2 separate regions of the Sus scrofa genome follow, and region 1 is linked to region 2. The links are chromatin contacts, called in public HiChIP or PLAC-seq maps. All regions are on one chromosome and are shown on one strand. The core of a region is the stretch at or near the end of the contact, and the rest is flanking DNA. Distances in the headings are between cores, read along the strand shown.

Region 1 (4,279 bases), core at 1,393-3,892, 48 kb before region 2:
AAAAGGAGAGAATCAAGATACAGGCCTGGAGCTAAAAGGATGCACCTGATCTATGCTCAGCTGTATCGAATGCTAAGGAAGGCTTGACAGGTCTCACACGTGCTTCTCGTAATAACAGCCACCAATTATCATACAGCCAGGCTGCGCATTTATACACACGACTACAACGTGCCAAGAAAACTCAGTTTCTTTATTTCCTATAAAATCTTCCCCATGAAGTCCCACCCTCACCAGGCAGCAAAAAGGGCCGTGGCAGCAAATTTTACATTTGACCTCGTCCACTCCATGCCACGCAGGGCCCCTTCAGGCCCCTTCCCCCTCTGAACCGTTGTATTTTATGCCTTCTGCCAAAATGCTTCTTCACCCACTGGAGGCTTGGCTGGCTCCTGCACTGACTTCCCATCTCAGTTTGGGTGTGACCTGCTCAGAAAGACCGCCCCTGACCTTCGTCTCAGGAAGACCCTCCCTGCAGCTCCCTGGTGGCTGAGTGGTTTAATGACTGGGCGTTGTCACCGCTGTGATTTGGGTTCCTGCTGCGGTGTGGGTTCAGCCCCTGGCCTGGGAACTTCCAAATGCCGTAGTTGTGGCCAAATTTTTAAAAATATTTTTTAAAAAGAAAGACCTTCCCTGACTGTCTCTATTACAAGCTCAAGTTTTGCACTTTCGTGGTTTCCTGGCGCCTTGTACTGTGTGTGTATTAGCTCACGTGCCCTTCGCCTGGCTCCTCCAGCCTGCTGGCCCCAGAAACGCAGGGCTGTCCCTGTACTGTCTGTCTGACCACTGAGTTATAAGCTGAGTTACCATAATGATCTTACCTTGCAATGTAGTGTAACAGGAACTCATTCATCTAAAAACATATTAAAAAACACTAAACAAGACACTAGGAGTTCCCGCCGTGGCTCAACAGAAATGAATCTGACTAGCATCCATTAAGATGCAGGTTCAGGAGTTCCCGTCGTGGCGCAGTGGTTAATGAATCCGACTAGGAACCTTGAGGTTGCGGGTTCGGTCCCTGCCCTTGCTCAGTGGGTTAACAATCCGGCGTTGCCGTGAGCTGTGGTGTAGGTTGCAGACGTGGCTCGGATCCCGCGTTGCTGTGGCTCTGGCGTAGGCTGGTGGCTACAGCTCTGATTCAACCCCTAGCCTGGGAACCTCCATATGCCGTGGGAGCGGCCCAAGAAATAGCAACAACAACAACAACAAAAGACAAAAAGACAAAAAAAAAAAAAAAAAAGATGCAGGTTCAATCCCTGGCCTTGCTAAGTGGGTTAAGGATCCAGCGTTGCCATGAGCTGCAGTATAGGTCAGAGACGTGGCTCAGACCCTGAGTTGCTGTGGCTGTGATGTAGGCCAGCTTCCACAGCTCCAATTTGACCCCTAGCCTGGGAACCTCCATATGCTGCAGGTGCAGCCCTAAAAATACAAAAAAAAAAAAAAAAAAAAAAAGACACTAGAACCAGGTATTGGGAGGCTGGAATGCAGCTGATACAGTGGGGGAGACACAGCTTCTGTTCTTAGTCTTGACTAAGAAAAATCTAGAATGCAAACGATTCGCTCTATAACCTGAGCTAGATAATTGCATCTTCGGACAGTCATTCTGGTCCATCCCTATAAAAGAGTCGAGATTTGCTCTATATACGTCACTAGAAGCTAAGGCCACCTCTCTGGTTTGCCATGTCCCAGGTCATCGATCAGAGTCCCAACAGGAAACCAAGGATATACATGGGTCAACAGGGAGAGTGTCCCAAAGGTGTCATTCAGAGAGACACCGTCCAGCACCTGGCACGTGGAGGGTGCTGGCTCGTGGAATGCATATGGTAACTGGATAACTCTGAAATAAAGTCAGGACACGATCCAGCTTAGACTTTAATGAATAACTATCTTCCCAGCACTGTGCTCGATGCCGTGGGAGTTACAGAGGAAACACAATGCTCATTCATCAAGTATTCATTTATTTAACCCGTAACAGTAGCGAGAAGTTAAGAATAGCAGTAACTGGGGGAGGCAGCCGAGCTGTGACAATGGAAAGAAGGTTGGCTGACTCAGTAGTTTGACTAAATGCCTCGGCCGCCACTTGATAGCATAAGGAACAGCTCAGATCCCTCCAAGGTGGACGGGCCCTTGTTAATCTACACACGTGTGCATTACTGCCCTTAAATAGACGTGTACACAGTGGAGTTTCAACTACTAGCTTCTAAACTCCTGGAGCCTAGGGCGAGCATGACGGGCATCGAGCAGATGCTCAGCGAAATTTGTCGTGAATTTAAAAAGCAAGCGGAGGCGTTCCGGTCGTGGCTCAGGGGTAATGAGCTCGACTCACATCCATCCCCGGCCTCGCTCAGTGGGTTAAGGATCCTCGTTGCCATGAGCTGTGGTTTAGAGCAGCAGCTGCAGCTCTGATTCAATCCCTAGCCTGAGGCCCTCCACATGCCACAGGTGCGGCCCTAAAAAGAAAAAAAAAAAAAAGTAGATAGATACAAAGAAAGTGGATAATTTTTTGCCAATTATCCAAGGTTAGCTCCTAATCCTTCCTTCTAGTTGTTACATGATGGATGTGAGTATTTTAGCTTCTTTTTCCACCTGTTCTCACCCGATTTGAGACATTAGCTGATCAGCCCCTTTCCTCCCTTCCTCAAACCAAGCACCCCTGGAAGCTTCAACTCTGGAGGCCATGGGTCGGAAGGAAGACGAGGACTGCAGTTCCTGGAAGAAACAGACCACCAACATCCGGAAAACCTTCATCTTCATGGAAGTGCTGGGATCGTGAGTCGGGGGCTGAGAGCGGGGGCTGGGCTCCCCGTGGTGGGTGGCTGGGAGGGAGTCAGCCTGGACCAGCAGCCAGTGATAGAGCCAGGCGGGGGCTGCCCCAAGAGCATCTCCACAGCCATCGGGGCGTAGAGCAGGGGCTTCAGGGGGCAGGTTAGGGACAGGCCCCTTGAGCTAATACAGAGGACAGTCCAGCTCTTTGCCCACGGGTCTGCATCCTCACCCCCAGCGCCCCCGCCCCGCTTGCGGATCTGTGACAGCTTGTGAGTTCTGCTCTGGCCGCAGGAGAGAGGCATTCTGGAGCACTTCGGGCGATCCAGTGGCCCTAGAACCCTCCTGGGCCAAGTCACCCGGCTGGCTTCCTCCTCTCTCCCCCAACCCCCCTCTCCCCGCCCGTGAACAGGTCAGACCCGCTGTCTGCTGTGGGTGGATTCGGGTGCAATGGGCACACACACCTGACTCCGCTCCCATCACCACCCTCCTCTCTGGTCTGTATTTAAATACCATGTTGGAAAAATAAAGTCACACTGTAGCCTCGCCTGCCTCCGGCCTGTCGGGGCCTCCCCTTGACAACGATTACACGGCCGGCAGAGCAGAGACGGCTTGTCTGGAGCTGACGCTCCACGTAGTCTGGCCTCTCCTCCTGGAGGGCGCAGCCTCTGACGAAGCCTGGCAGCGGCCCTGGGCCACCTGCTCCCGTGGCCTCGGATCCCCAGCTGGTCAGCTCATTAGCCCTGGCGAATTGGACCGGGACGCGAAGGGCCCTGAGTGCGCTGTCCCTTCGAGCAAGCTTGCCCTTTAGCCAACTCCGGCTGAGTTTGGCTCCCTCCGCCTGGCTGGGAGGCGGTGACCCCGGGCAGTGAGGCCGCCCGCCGTCTCCCTGGAGCCACAGAGTTGCTGGCTCGGGCCCGAGAGGAGGCCTCTGCGCCCTTCCATCCCCAGCAGGCAGGGTCTCAGGGCCGCCCTGATCATCAGAGCATCGGCCCTCGGAAAAGGGCCTTTGCCAAGATGGGGGGCGGCGAAAGACGGGGGTGAGGCAGGAGAGAGAGAGACAGCAGGCATCAGTGAATCGGAAATGATTTGCTAAACGTCCCAAAGCCCAAGAGGAGGAGGAAGAAGGAAGCCCAGGTTGACGAGAACCGTCCACGGTCTGCTCAGACGGGCGCCGAAGGACAGTCGGAAGCAGCGCTCGCTGCCCTCAGGGAGCTCAGTGGCCGGCCACCCGCTTGTAGGGGACGTTGGAGTCACCCGGGTAGCTTCTGCCTCTAACTGTCAGCTTCGAAAATGTTTAAGAACAGGTGACATAATAGAATGGGGACACCAATGTAACTCCCTCCTAGATTCAACGGTTCATGACATTTCACTGTATTTGTTTTACACACACACACACACACACACACACACACTTACTTCACTGGACAATTTGCAAACAATGTAAACGAGTTGCAAACATGATGACACATGGCATCTGCCTCCTTCGGCCTGCACCGCCCAGCACGATATATCCTCTTCT
Region 2 (4,456 bases), core at 615-3,114:
ACATGGTAACATGACTGCCATTTCACAGGCAAAAGAGCTGAGGCCCCAAGAGGCTTTCCTGTCGACGGACAGGCAGCAAGCACCAGCGCCAGACGGGCCCTCCCCACTGCCCCCGCCCCCTCTTCTCTTCCTCCCTCCCTCTCTCACCCTCTCACTTTCAATGGGACACCACGCGGGTGCACAGACATGGTGGAAGCGCGGTAAAGGGTGATCGGTCCTGTCTCCTCCTAAGGACCTGGTCTGACCCTGAGGCTGACCATGGGGGGAGGCCCAGGCAGAGAGAGCGCCTTGGACAGAAAGCTGGCTTGTCGGGCTAAGCCAGCCCCGTTAACACAGAGACTGCAGATGTGTCAGTGGCTAAAATAAATACCTGAGCACTTAAAATAATCCTTTCTGGGCAAAAGACACCGCTTGATGGAATCTGAGCCTCCTCCAGAATCCTATTTTGGTCCCTGGCAGCAGGCGTGCCCTCCTCCGCACTCTGCCCAGTCTCTCGGGGGCAAACTTTTCCACTGCCCAGCCTCCGCCTGCACGCAGCACATGGCCCTCGGGGAGACATGGGCCAGCTGCCCCCAGAGCTCCCCCCGGCCTGCTGGGAACGGATCCTGGCCGGTTCCCTGGCCGAGAAGTCCAGACACAAGGCTCGTTCTCCCTGGACCACGGACCCAGGAGCTAGGACAACTCCACCTGGGAAATGCCCTTGCTGTCCCTGAGTGATGGACGATCGCGTAACGCTGCAAACGACTAAGTGAGAGAAGGTTTTGAATTACGTGGGGGAAATGCCTACATTATAATGTTTTTGGGGAAAAAAAAGTTGGACATAGGCTTGTATATAGGTGATCATCCCAAATATACATTCTTTACCAACTAGAGAGTGTGTGGAAGGGAACGGCCCAGCAGACGAGGCTGCAGCAAATGAAACGCTGATGTGCAGCCATCTCGACCCACAAAAACGGCAACTGCCCACTGTGTAACCTATGATCTCTGGAAAATGGGATGACAGCTAACTTTTTTTCGTGGATCTTTTCAATCATTTGATTTTTAAAGTTTTTACTGAAATAGAGCTGATTCGCAATGTTGTGTTAGTTTTAGGTACAGAGTGAAGAGATTCAGTTATACATACATATATATTCTTTATATATATTCTTTTATATATATTCTTTTTTTTAACATTCTTATTTTCATAATTTTAAACCTTGCTACCTTGGATATGTGCTCACCTTTATATTCAGGCATTATTATAAAATAAGAAAAACTCAAAATGCCCAGGATGCTCTCGTGGCGTGTTACCCGGCCCCTTTCCCGTCTTCAGAAGCTGCCTGGGGTACCCACGCCTCCTCCACGCTCCTTCCACGTGTGCAGACACTCGGGGAGGGATCAGATGGCCTCATAAGCTTAACATCTAAGGGCTGCTTATCATAGTAACACCAGCTAATGGAAGGATTTATCTCAATCCTTGGAGATGGGCTAAGCCAACGGCTTGGGACAGGTATTTTAAGTAGCTCTGCTTGTCAGCCAGCTAGAGGGAGAGAGGCCCCAAGAGGGCGGCTCAGGGCAGAAGCCCACGTGAAGACCAGTGCTCACTTCTTCTCTCTCTCTCTGGGCCTCAGCTGCCCTGCTTTATCCTTGTGTGTTTACAGGTAGTGCATGCATGGATGTGTGGGTGTGTGGGCGTGTGTGGGCTTCTCAACGTGAGGCTCTTCCCCTTGTGTGGGTTACATGCCTCTGTCCCTCCCAGAGATGGAAACTCCCCGCTGCAGCTGCTGTCCCCTCCGGAGTCATCTGGCCACCACACCGCTGGCCGCGCTACCTCAGAGACACAGCGTTAGGATCCATTCGGCCTGTCAGGCCTCCAGCCAGTCTGGCTCCTGCTCCCTCTCCGCTTTCCATCTGGAAAGTCTGGGCCTCTTCCCTTACCCAGGAGCTTTCTAGAAGCTCAGTGGTCTGGCTAGATGACAAACCCTCCCGGAGAGCTATGGGAGGCCAAAGGAGAGAGCAAGAACCAGCAGGGGCCTGAGTGGCGGTGGAGAGGGCAGGAAAAGGACAGCAATGCACATGGAAGCTCTGTGTCCTTGCACAACATGGAGCTAATTCTGGGGAAAAACAGGAAAACAGGCTGTGGTTAGAGATGGCCCAGCTGTCTCCCACGAGCAAGCCAGAGACTGCCTGCACCCACCGAAGAAGTCAGGGTCATGGCTGCCAGCCAGGGTCAAAAGAAAGGAAGCCAGGATTAAAAAAAAAAAAAAAAAAAAAAAACAGTTGTCTCCACTTGGGCTCCTCCTTGGTAAAATGCAGGGGTGGGATATGAGATCACGAAGTTCCTTCTTGTTCTAACATGGCATTAGCATTCTCCCTACTCCAGCTTATCTGCTCAGAGGTTAAAGACATGCCAAGCAAGAATGCAAAAGAAACCAGAGACAAAAAGAAGGCACTGACTGCACTGGAGAAATACATTCCCAACAAAGCGGGCAGAAGAGGGAGCCCTCAAGGCCTTGGTCAGCAAGGCCGCCACTAGACCCCACTGTGATGCACAGGCCTCCCCGGTTCTATGTCAGTGGACGTTGCCAGCAAAGATCAGCGATGAAGTCTTCCGGGGTGGGGGTGGGGGGGCAGCGGAAAGCCAGCTCCGGTGCCATGAGGCACTTTCAATTTCATCTTCTTCCCATCATGAACCGACACCTTGACCCAAACCTTAACTCAACGCAACCTTTTTCTCCATCCAAACTAAGTTTACAAAGCTTAGTTTCTTTGCTTTTTAAATTTCTTTTTATGGCTGCACCTATGGCATATGGAGGTTCCCAGGCTAGGGCTCACATCAGAGCTGCAGCTGCCGGCCTATACACAGCCACAGCAACACAGAATCCAAGCTGCATCTGCAAACTACACCAAAGCCTGCATCAACACCGAATCCTTAACCCACTGAGCAAGGCCAGGAATTGAACCCATAGCCTCATGGAAACTAGTTGGGTTCTTAACCCACTGAGCCACAATGGGAACTCCAGAAAGGTCGGTTTCTGAAGCTGATGACGGAGATGATGGATACTACACACCCCGAAGTGACAGGGCACGAGGCTCTGTCCTGAGCACTGTGCATCCGGTATCTCCTTTGTCCTTCCAAAACCTCTGCAGGAGGCCTACTGTGTTAAATGCTGGGCATCCCCATTTGCCAGATTAGGAAAGCAAGTCTTAGCCCTGTCCGAATCCACAGGGCTGGGAAGACAGGAAGCAGGGGTTTCTCTCCTGGGTTCCCTGCCTCCAAACCTTCGCACCCTGTTCTGATTCAAGGGATAGAGCAGACCCTTGGTAACCATGGGACATTACAGGAACTAACACTGGTTTTCAGGATGTTCCCTCTCTTGTCTCCTAGTAAGGGTAGCCTCAACCCCAGCCCAGACCTCTCCAAAAACAGAAGTGTCCCCCTAGACCTGATTGCAGAGAGTGGACTTGCACGCCTGGACCTCTGAAAGCTCTGCCAGTGATGATGCCTCCTTGGCCCCCGAGAGGAAAAAGCAGGGTAGGTCTTGGAGACACCATCCGGAGACTTCTGGGGATCTGACCCAAGGGCGGTGGGGGTAAGAAGCCAGGCCAGCAAGACTGTGAGGCCACCCAGGTTTGTGTCCAGGCCCCCCCGTCTCACCTTTCCTCTCTCTTCTCTCCTTTTAACCCCCCAAGCCATGCTCTCCAGCCCACAACAAGTGGGACTCAAGAATCTCACATTCCACCGACTCCAGTTCGGCTCCCCTCTGAGAGCAACTCTGCCCAGTGTCCTTCCCCTTTCCTTCCAGCCTCTCAAAACTTGCTCATCCTGGGTCTTCCTCTTGTGGGACCCTTTCAAAAGCCACAGCTAATTTTCTGATAAGCAAACCTTTGCAGAAATATAAACGATGAGAGACTGATGCGATGCCATTTTCAAGGATGTCTGCATTTTAAACTAGGAACTCAATGACGCTTCGTCCAAAAGAAAAAATCCACAACGGTAGCAACTTTGAAAGTGTCAGACCTGCTAAGAGCTTCTGGGAGATAGGAGGACAGATGTTTTGGTCAGAGACAGGCTCAAAGTGCTCGTGAGCAGAGGACAAGGACCTCAAGAGGAATAGGAACACATCCCTGGGTCCTCTGCCTACACATTGGCCACATCAAAGGTCAAGAAAGCAGAGGACTGTCCAACACAGGCAGGCAGTGTTGTTGGCGTGTGTGCATACATGCATGCATGCATGCGTGTGTGTGTGTGTGTGTGTGTGTGTGTGTGTGTGTGTGTGTTGGGGAGGAGGGGACATCAACTGGCTACTGCTCCTAAGCTGGTTTCCAAGAGATAAAAACGACAGCTCTTCGGTTTACACGCTAATGAACCTGCGGAATGCACTGTGTAGGGCTGTCATTAAGGCAGCTGGGTAATTACGTTTCCCCAGAAAGGGAGGAGGACTGGTAAATACAGCATTTAGGGAAACAGACACAA

Evidence for each region. HiChIP or PLAC-seq counts read pairs in DNA pulled down with a chosen protein or histone mark.
Region 1: an H3K27ac HiChIP or PLAC-seq map of skeletal muscle shows a contact between it and region 2. The contact joins the promoter of CAMK1G here to the enhancer-like site in region 2. A contact is called at or near these places in 2 of 47 Hi-C or Micro-C datasets (both in skeletal muscle) and 1 of 2 datasets of contacts at active chromatin or transcription factors (skeletal muscle).

The regions. Positions count from the first base shown.
Region 1 is chr9:133,368,806-133,373,084 of Sscrofa11.1, reverse strand. It overlaps CAMK1G (calcium/calmodulin dependent protein kinase IG), which reads left to right and starts at 2,642. Exons shown (of 13, transcript NM_001243934.1): 1 at 2,642-2,763. The coding sequence starts at 2,672. LOC110255539 (a long non-coding RNA gene) reads right to left here and starts at 952. Exons shown (of 3, transcript XR_002336075.1): 1 at 1-952.
Region 2 is chr9:133,320,004-133,324,459 of Sscrofa11.1, reverse strand. The region is part of intron 3 of LAMB3 (laminin subunit beta-3); the gene reads right to left. Among named protein-coding and RNA genes, the nearest start is that of LAMB3, 24 kb to the right of the region's middle. Within about 2 kb of position 1,864, at least 21 of the 83 cell types and tissues checked have an H3K27ac peak or open chromatin away from gene starts, as enhancers often do. A contact at or near this core is called in skeletal muscle, where this site is marked.